Linked DNA regions of Mus musculus: region 2 is linked to region 1. The links are chromatin contacts, called in public promoter capture Hi-C maps. All regions are on one chromosome and are shown on one strand. Each heading gives the region's core, a stretch centred on a gene start, on an enhancer-like site or on the middle of the called end of the contact. The rest is flanking DNA. Distances are from core to core; before and after follow the strand shown.

Region 1 (4,431 bases), core at 1,333-3,832:
ACAGGAATCGTTACAATGTCAAGTAGTAACAGGTGGATGACCGAAATAGGGGATGGGCGGGGGCAGGCAACCGGTCCTGGGGTTGAACCTAAGTGCTTAACTAAGACACTGCTTGTTGAAATTCTTAGAATACTCTAAGTTTCTTCAGTGACCTTGGGCCAGTCACACCCTGATCAGAAAACCCAGGGGTGCTCCCACATCACAGAGCACCTCTTCTGGGGAGATCAAAAGGAATTTTTAGGAAAGGGTCCTGGGTGACACCCCTACATAAATGAATGGGGATGTTTCGTTTTATTTCGTTCTTTTAAATGGGCTTGGCGTTTAATCCCTCCAGCCTTAACAACATTCCAAAGTGTCTTAAAAAAACTGAGGAGTTGCCGGGCGTGGTAGCTCACACCTTGAATCCCAGCACTAGGGAGGCAGAGGCAGGTGGATTTCTGAGTTCGAGGCCAGCCTGGTCTACAAAGTGAGTTCCAGGACAGCCAGGGCTAGACAGAGAAACCCTGTCTCGAAAACAACAAGAAAAAAAACCAAAAAACCCTGAGGAGTTACTGTTTCCAACTCTTACAGTTACAGTGATCCATCCAGCCTGAGTCTCTGCATTTCCTGGAGTTGTTGGCTCAATATGAACTACAAGGGGGAGAAGCAATGACTCCAGTCAGCAAAAAGAAAGCCAGCTTGGATACCAAGAACCAGGAAAAGTCAAGTCACTTGTAGGGCTGCCAAAGTCACCAGTCCCTCATTTACAATGCAAAGGTAAAGAGACTCAGTGGGCGCCAGAATCCCAGAGGGAATTGCAAATCATGCGCCCAGCGGCACCGGGCACAAACCACCCAGTTCTCACACGCCAACGCCCTTAACTTCCTAAAGCTGGAGCTATAAACTTCGAAGGACCGCTATTTTGCAAGAAAGTTTTCAGTTGGTGAGTGCTGTCGTCCAAACTAACTTTTCTGCCTCTTTAGGAAAACTTTTATACAGACAAAACATTTGAAAAGGTTAAAAACCCCCAAAGATTACAATTTTTGAACACAGAATAAAATTTAGTCCCTAGCTTCAAAGACTGTTTAGAATCTTCTAGATGAACTACAAAGGGGTGCGCTAGATACATCAGGAAAGAATAAACCACTCTCGCTTGGGTCTAACAACGGTACGCTTCATTACTTCTATGAAATTCCCTTCACACCCCAGCCACCCGCAACTCCAGGGGTGTTCGTAGCCCTGATGATGCCAAACTATTCTACCGGAGGTGGGACAGCTTGGTGACAATCCTGACATGCTTCGGCTCCCGGGAAGTTAATGGGAATTAAACCACAGCAGCCCTCCTTTGTGGCGCTTTGGCCGGAACAGCAAAAGGGAGACAATGAGCGGTCTGTGCGCAGTTCCACGCCGATTGGCTGGTCACCCCCACTCCCCGAAACCCCTGATGTCATGGACTTGGAATGCAGGCAGGGAGGAAGGAAAGAGAGGATTTGGGGAGGGGGGCGCCTCTCATCTCTTTTCCAGGCCAAAAGTCTGAAAGATAAACCCTGGTGCATTCTTGAGATGAGTACACAGCAAAGCAACGCAGCCAGATTCCAATCACTCCAAAATTGCAACCCGCCACAGCAAATAAACCTCGAACAAAAGCGACCCTGCCGAGATATCGTGACAATTCAACGCGCTGCAAACTTCTCAGGATTGCATTTCTAAGTCTCTCATCTACAGCTGATCCGGCTCGCAGGCTGCGCGTTCAGGCTTTGTCTGGGCTTCCCGCACCAGCGGCGATTGCATCAAGGCACCACCGACGGGCTCCCTTTCCGCCCGCGGGTCCCAGGGGTCGGCGGGACACTCTCCCATGGAGGAGGAGGAGGAAAGGAACAATGAGGGGCCCGGGTTGGCCACGTAACCGCCCAACTTCGCTTGTGGGAGGAGGGGGCCAGGATGGAATGGGAGGAGACGCAGGGTCCCGCGGCAGCCCCAGCCCAGGCGGATGGCGGGGGCGGCAACTCCCGGAGACCCAGCCGTAAGGCAGGGCCCCGCCTAAGGGCCACAGGCCACTCAGGAGCGCCCCCTTCCCGGAGGGGCGCACCCTACAGCCTTGGAGCGGGCCCTGCGGCGCTGCGGGACTCCAGGCGTCCGGGAACCCCCACCGCCCGCCGGGGCCGCGGCGCGGGAACAAAGCCAGCACCAACGCGTGCGAGCCAGGCTCCGCGAGCCGAGGAGCATCTCTCTCTCCCGCAGCCTCGACGTCTCTCCGCGGCGGCTCCCAGCGCCCCCACCGCCGCGGCAAACCCCCAGCCCGCCCGCGCGCGTACCTTGTTCTTAACTTCGGCGGAGAGCCCGTAGGAAGGGCCCTTGTTGAAGTGGGTCATGGCTGTTTGGACGACTGGAAGAGTTCTAGCGGTCAGTCACCCTCGGTGTCCCTGCTCTTAGCCCCAGCGGCGGCCGCGCGGGTGATGCACGAGCTCGCTCCCCTGCGCGGCGCCGGAGAAGCCCGAACGCCGCAGACGGACGCGGATGATGCTTCGAGGTTCGCTAGGACTCGAGTCCCGCGGAGGCTCCGGGTCGCTCTGGACTGGGACCGGCTGCCCTGCTCGCTGCCCGCTCCGCGGCTCCGCACGCTCTGCCCCCAGCCTGGTCTCCCCCCACCCACCCCCGGGCCTCCAGGGATTGGCCGGCGAGCCCGACCAATGAGCGCCGCCTCCTCCCCCCTCGCCTGCTCCAAGGCTTCCCGGCCAATGGCAGCGCGGCGGGCGCGGCGCTCCCTCCCGCGGGGTCCCAGCCCCCGGCCCCGCCCTCACGCCACCTAGGACCTCGGCGCCCCTCCTCCCCGCTGGTCAGCGGGCTGCGACCGCCCCGCCCCGGCGCCTAGGGGCTTCTCAGCCGCCTTGGTTCTCATCAACTCCCAGGCATCTGTGGCGCTCCGACGGTGGAGGGGGACAGGAAGCTCCCCGAGCTGGCCCGCCGCTGACCGGCCACTCCATCCGTCTCCTCCCGGGCTACAGCGCGCCCAGATGTTGCGCTGGAAACCCGGGGAGCAGCCTTCGAATCCACGTGCCAGGCCGGGGGCGGGGGGGGGAGGCCTGCGTGGACATCTGCCAAGTCTCCCTCCCCACGCAGCTGCCGCACCTGTGGGGCTGACCTCTGCCTCGGTCAACGCTCTTTGCCAAAGTCCTGCTCATCCTGTCTAAACTTTGAATGCAGAGCGAAAGAAATTGGGAAAGTGTTGTGGCACAGCCAGGTTTTGGGGGGAGGGGGTACAGCTTTTTGGGTCCTTTTCTGGAGTCCCACCAGTTGCCCTTGGCAAGCACCTTCACCGGGGGTTCAGCCAGCCCAAAAGGCTAGGTAGTTTATTTGTTTTTAATTAGAGGACTGCCTTGACTGAGAAGTCTACCTGCTTTGGTTTGTTTTTTAATCTCTTTGAATCAGCACTCTGTATTCTTTTCCGTCCCCTTTCCTTTCTTCTGATCTCAAAGGCAAACTGATAGAGGAAAGGTGAGAACAGAGAGCACGCTGTCCCCTGCCTGTGTTCCTGGCACTACACTGGGCTATATGTCTTTGAAAGATTAGCTCATTCACTTTCCCAAAACTTACTCGGTAGACTTCAGATCCGTTTTAGTGGCTTGAAGGCTGCAACTCAGAGATTCCTAATAATGACAGCTATCACTGCCTCCAGAGTGTCACCGCTTGCCTTGGTGTCTTGGGGCACATCTAGGACAGGTTTTAGTCCTCTGGGTGTCAGTATGTTGGTTTATGTTTCCCAAATACAGCTGACATTCCAGAAGAGACTACAGGACCAGGGTCAGCCACTTGCATGGAAAAGAGAAGCCCAAATAGCCCAAGTTGAACCTTTCTGGGATAGAAATAAGGGAGTGTGGCATAGTGTCTCAAGCACTCTATCCCAGCACAAAGAGGATTGCTGTGTTGGGATAGAACCAGAGGTCTGCCTAAGCTACAGAGAAAAGAAAAAGGCACAGAATTTCTGTCAGCTGAAAGAATTTTTCATCAACGCTATAAGGTGCAATGTGATAGAGCAGTAACGAGTCAAATGGGCAGAAACGTGAAGTAACTTCCAATGATTTACTGATTGCTTCTGAAGGTACTCAGAATAATTAGGGCATTCTTTCCGCAGAAAGATGATGCAGCTGACCCAGTATGATGATACAAGCAGTTGGGGCTGTTTTTCCAGTCCTGTGATAGTGGCTCTCTGTCATCCACAAGACCAAACCCACTTTTTAGAACCAATACTTGAGCCAGATATGAAGTCGAAATTACAACCCTCACCCCCCCACCCCCAGCTCTCCTTTAGAATCCCAAACCTCAGGGCTTCTGTTTGGCCACAGTGGGTAAGGAATGGTGGTCAGTGTCACTTGGCTAGCCTAAATCGTACTTGGTAGAATGCATGGGGGCGTTATTCAGTTCTGTCATCAAAGGCGTGGTTTCTAGTACTTA
Region 2 (4,773 bases), core at 344-2,843, 340 kb before region 1:
ACACACACACATACACTCCCTGCCACTTGGAGGATGCTGTGGATCAGCAGCCGTAGCAGTACCTGGAAGTTGTTAGAAGTGTGGAATCTTGAACTTTGCAAAGTAAAGCAGCGTATTAACAAACTGTCACGTAACTCAGGTGTGTGAAAGGATGACGTGTGGTGTGCTGTCGAGAGGGTCCGCAAGGGTCTTCTCCACTGGAAGATTGTTGATTGAACTGGGATTGTATTTCTTTAATGGCTTGTTTCTCTTCTTGAGTCCTCTTTAGTAATTTGTATGTGGTTTCCAGTTTTCTAGGCTTAGAGATGTCTGCAGTGTTTCCATGCATAAGGTCATATAGACTGGATTTGGCTTGAAGGCTTCTCCCTGACAATTCTATGTTGTTGCCTTTTTTGATTTTAAGATGTGTGGCTCTGTAAGATACATTCCACTTGAGGGAAGAGAACTTACCTGAGCCTTTGATGGTCATTTAACATTGTACTGGCTATGAGGAAGAGGGCTGGGCCCTTAAGTTTAGAACCTTTAAAAACTGTTGCTTTGGAACCTGTTGCATGCATGGCGCTCATGTAGGTCAGGGGACAGCTGTAGGAGGCAGTTCTCCACCACGTCAGTCCAGGAATTGATTCAGATTGTCAGCCGTGGTGGCAAGTGTCTTGCCCACTAGGGCTTCTTGCAAGCCCAAGACCTTTTTCTAACTACCAAACTGTAAATTTACAAATGACATAAAGCAGCACTTGAGCTCAATGACATTAAAGAGAACGGTGGCTGCTTTGCCGAATCCAAGCCACGAGCATCCGGTGTTTGGATCTTACCATTTAGATTTTACTTTTGTATTTTGGCCTAAGTAATTCTAATACACACTATGCCTACCCTAATCCAATTAAAACATCAGGAATAGAAAAAAAAAAGTCTCAGTAGGCTTTTGATACAGTTGAAATATGAAAGCTGATAATGTGCATATCTTCTTATGCAGCTCCTAATTTGCACATTGGCAGCCAAACTTGTGGCACAGTTTAAGTGGTACTACTTGGTGCCAGCAGAATAATTTAGTCATAAAATTTCGTGACAGAAATTTTCAGAATTTACTTAGGCTAATCTTTTAAGAGTATTATCAAAATGAAAATAAGATTAGGGTCTAGAGAGATGACTCATTGGTTCAAAGCCCTTACAGTTCTACAAGAGGACCTGGGTTCAGTTCACAGAATCCACATGGTGTTTCACAACTGCCTTTAATTCCAGTTCCAAAGGATCTCACACCCTCTTCTAGCCGCCAAGGGCACTGGAGGCTACATGCAGGCTAAGCAGTCACACACATAAAATAAAAATAAATAAATCCTTTTAAAAAATAAAATGAAAGGGGGAGGGGGAGGGATAGGGGTTCCCAGAGGGGAGACCTGGAAAGGGGATAACATTTGAAACGTAAATAAAATAGCCAATAAAAAAAGTGCTGAGAAAAAAATAAATAATACAATGAAACTAAAAAATCATGGTGAAGGTTTGCTGATTCTCCCAAAGGTGAGAGGTGTGTGTTGAGGATCTAAGGCAGTGTCCTCCCAGTCATCTGTGTTGGCTGGGTAACTCCTAGGCAGTGGCTAGGACTCTCCTGGGCCTTAGGACTGTGTTTAGCAGCACTTTTAGTGCTGTCCGTTAGATGGCAGTATTGTTCTCAGCATACCAAAAAAAAAAAAAAAAAAAAGTCTTCAGTCATTACCAGAATGCCCACCAGATATTATATATATTTTATAGATGTATATATAGATGTATATATACATATAATATATTACATATAATATATATATGTGTAAATATATATTATATTATACATATAATATATATATATATATATATATATATATATATATGTAAAAGCTTGCCATTCAGTTGAGAACCACTGATCCAGAACAACTACAGTGATGTTTCTTCAAAAATCTAAAAATCTGAACTGTGTTAGAAATTCTGGACCAAGACTGAAATATTTTTATTATGTTTTATAGTAAGCTTATTGGGTAGCAAAACCTAATCCAAACTTTGAAGATTTTTTTTTACAACTTTTTGTCTCATTTGCGTCAGTATTTGTATACATTACTGAAGACACATGCAGAATTCTGCTTAGAACCTTCTAGAAGCAATGGAATAATTACTCCCAACTCTGAACCCCAAGACATAATTCCAAGATGAGACTACAGTAGGGAACTGCACATCTGGAAGCAGTGACTTCCTGACTTTAATCTTTTGCTGTCCGTATCTTACCATTTCATAATAAATCAAATGTAGGGTATGTTTTATCGTTAATTCTTCACTGTAGCCACTGAACGTGGTATCTAAGAACTTAGAAGCATGTGTTTGCGGCTTGCCATCCCGATGTGACATAACCCTCTCTTTGAATCTTTGAATTAGGTTGGCATCACCCTCTTTACCGTTTCACACAGAAAGTCCCTTTGGAAGCACCACGAGGTTTGTATTTCTTCCCTTGTACGGAGTGATGAATTTTATGAATCTTATGTAAATATGTGAATTTTGTTGACTGATTTTAGATTTCATGGTCACGTCACCATGTGGGCATACATTTTATGGAAAAGGGTGGTTTGAGCTTTACAGTATACAGTGGGACTTGATTTGGTATTATTGTTGTCAGTTTTGGAAGCGAGAATGTATATAACAATCTCTAGCTCTACTGAGATTAGAGAGCAGTTAGGTCTCTAGTGTCATAAGTGACTGCTGTGTAATAGCGATGGGTAAATGAGCTGTGTCGTTACCATTCAGGTTTGACAGAAGAGCAGAAAGTCTTAACAATTAGATGGCAAAATTTTGTTAGCATTTTCAGTAGCGGTCAGGACTATAAGGGAAAGATAGCATAATGCCAGCCATGTTTGTAGTATAATAAAATAGGATCTGTTAGATAGTCCCAGCCACTTACCAGACACCGTGCTGAAGTTCGAAGTAGTACAGGAAGTGCTATAGATTCTGGGTAGTGTCCTCAAGGTTAGTGGGGGAATGTCGAGAATAGAGCTCTTTTCTTCTCTCTGATTCTCTTATCTTTCCTTTTCAAACTTTGCTATTCCCTCCCTCCCCTCTCCTACCCTCCCCCTTTTCCTCCCCTCCTCCTTCCCTGTGCTGGATCCAGCCCTAGGCCTCATGTGTGTAAGAACAGCCACCGTGTAAGGGAAAGGAACACGAAGCAGCTAAAAAATAGCAAACAGAAAATAAACAGAAAACATATCTTTATATATAGACACTCACTAACTAGAAACAGAAGGCTTTGTTCTGTGTCTTTGGGGGCACACGTATAACTCCTTCACGTCTCTGCTGAACCTAAACAAGAGTCTTTCAAGTGGAGAGTGGTAGCTGACCATGAAGCAGTCAGTGCTGCACTGGTGAGCCACCCAGGCTCTGGCACCGGTCATCCTAGTAGCTCTGAGCTGCAATTCAGAGCTGTGAAAGCATCTTCTTTTGTGGGATGCCTGTGCATTGACTAGAAACGTGCAAAAGTCTGTTTTAGTTCTCCGAAATGGGGAAACATACCTGTTCTTAGTCTCTGACTTTCCTTTTTCTCCCCTAGTACTACCTGCATATGGATGGGAGAGGCAATTATGAATTCAAAAAGATCACAGAAGATACAGTTGAGTTCGGATCATAGAGACCATCTCAAGAACTTCATTTGCTTCAAAACAAGATAATGAACAGAATGCATTTGTAAATGCAAGATGCATTGTAAAATAAAGTTAAGCTTGTTTTTTTTTAAAAAAAACAAAGCAACAAATTGACTAGATATAGGATAATTGAAACATGTTAAAACATTTAATATTGTATAGGATATTGCTAATTGTGTATATGTTGGTTTAATTATTAATTATGTACTAAGAATGTCCTTATTCTTGTGGTTAAAAAACCTGCCTGAATTAAATTGGGCTTAAATCAGTGTAACCTGATTCATCCTGGGATGTAAACCATTTGAAGTCAGCTAATTTGACTTTTATGGCTCTGTCTTTTTCTTTCATGAAGAACCCTGTTTAAAACTGGGGTCATTAACTGTTCTATTCTAACAAAGTAGTCTTGAGTTTCATTTCTTATGCCCCATGGTAGTGGGAACCAGACCAATCACAATGTTTTATTGAAACATATTCCATCGTTACAGGATAGCGTTCGGTACACAGTGGCGGGTTTCTTTAGCTGCTGTGTTTATTCTCATTCCTCACACATGCCTTTAAGTGCATTGGACTCCAGGAGAGCCATTTGGGGTTTCTCTAGCTAAACAATAAATGTACCTGTCTCAGTCCGCTGGACTGAGTTGTTTTGAAGGTTCTCATGGTGCACAGCAGTGTGTATGTGGTGTACAACAGTGTGTATGCAGCCGTGCTTACAGCCTGTGGTTGCTACCTGTTGTACCAGTCTGACCAGTGTTTGGAATGTTCAGACATAATCTCCTGTGTGAAGCTCAAGGTCTTAGGAGGATTTTGGATTTTGTGAAGAGATGGACAGTCTCATCAGAAATGTGGTTGTATAATGGTGAGCGCCACATGAGTGTAGAGGCACTATATGACGTAGTGTACTGAGCATGCAACGCTGCTGCCGTCCTTGTCTGTGGTTTCAGTTTGTAAAACTGCTAAGCCATTCTCATGCACATGGGTGAATGACATTTCCTAGGAACGGTCTCTGACTCCTGGACAACTACTCCTGTATCGGCTCTGGCTCCCCGGAACCATTAGAGACTAACTGTTGTTTCCACAAAGGAGGGCTGAGAGTGAACGTGATCATACGTAGTTGTGAAATCGG

The links. Promoter capture Hi-C pulls out the DNA fragments that hold promoters and counts their contacts.
Region 2: a contact with region 1 is called in a promoter capture Hi-C map of hippocampal neurons, with 3 times the contacts expected there. The contact joins the enhancer-like site here to the promoter of Cnn3 in region 1. A contact is called at or near these places in 3 of 39 promoter capture datasets (the 3T3-L1 cell line, hippocampal neurons and second pharyngeal arch cranial neural crest), 1 of 484 Hi-C or Micro-C datasets (granulosa cells) and 3 of 115 datasets of contacts at active chromatin or transcription factors (embryonic hindbrain, embryonic limb bud and large pre-B cells).

The regions. Positions count from the first base shown.
Region 1 is chr3:121,424,692-121,429,122 of GRCm38.p6, reverse strand. Cnn3 (calponin 3, acidic) reads right to left here and starts at 2,582. Exons shown (of 7, transcript NM_028044.2): 1 at 2,295-2,582. The coding sequence starts at 2,351.
Region 2 is chr3:121,759,096-121,763,868 of GRCm38.p6, reverse strand. It overlaps Abcd3 (ATP-binding cassette, sub-family D (ALD), member 3), which reads left to right. Exons shown (of 23, transcript NM_008991.3): 22 at 2,398-2,454; 23 at 3,560-4,773. The coding sequence ends at 3,637. Among named protein-coding and RNA genes, the nearest start is that of F3, 38 kb to the right of the region's middle. Within about 2 kb of position 1,593, at least 19 of the 459 cell types and tissues checked have an H3K27ac peak or open chromatin away from gene starts, as enhancers often do. A contact at or near this core is called in embryonic limb bud, where this site is marked.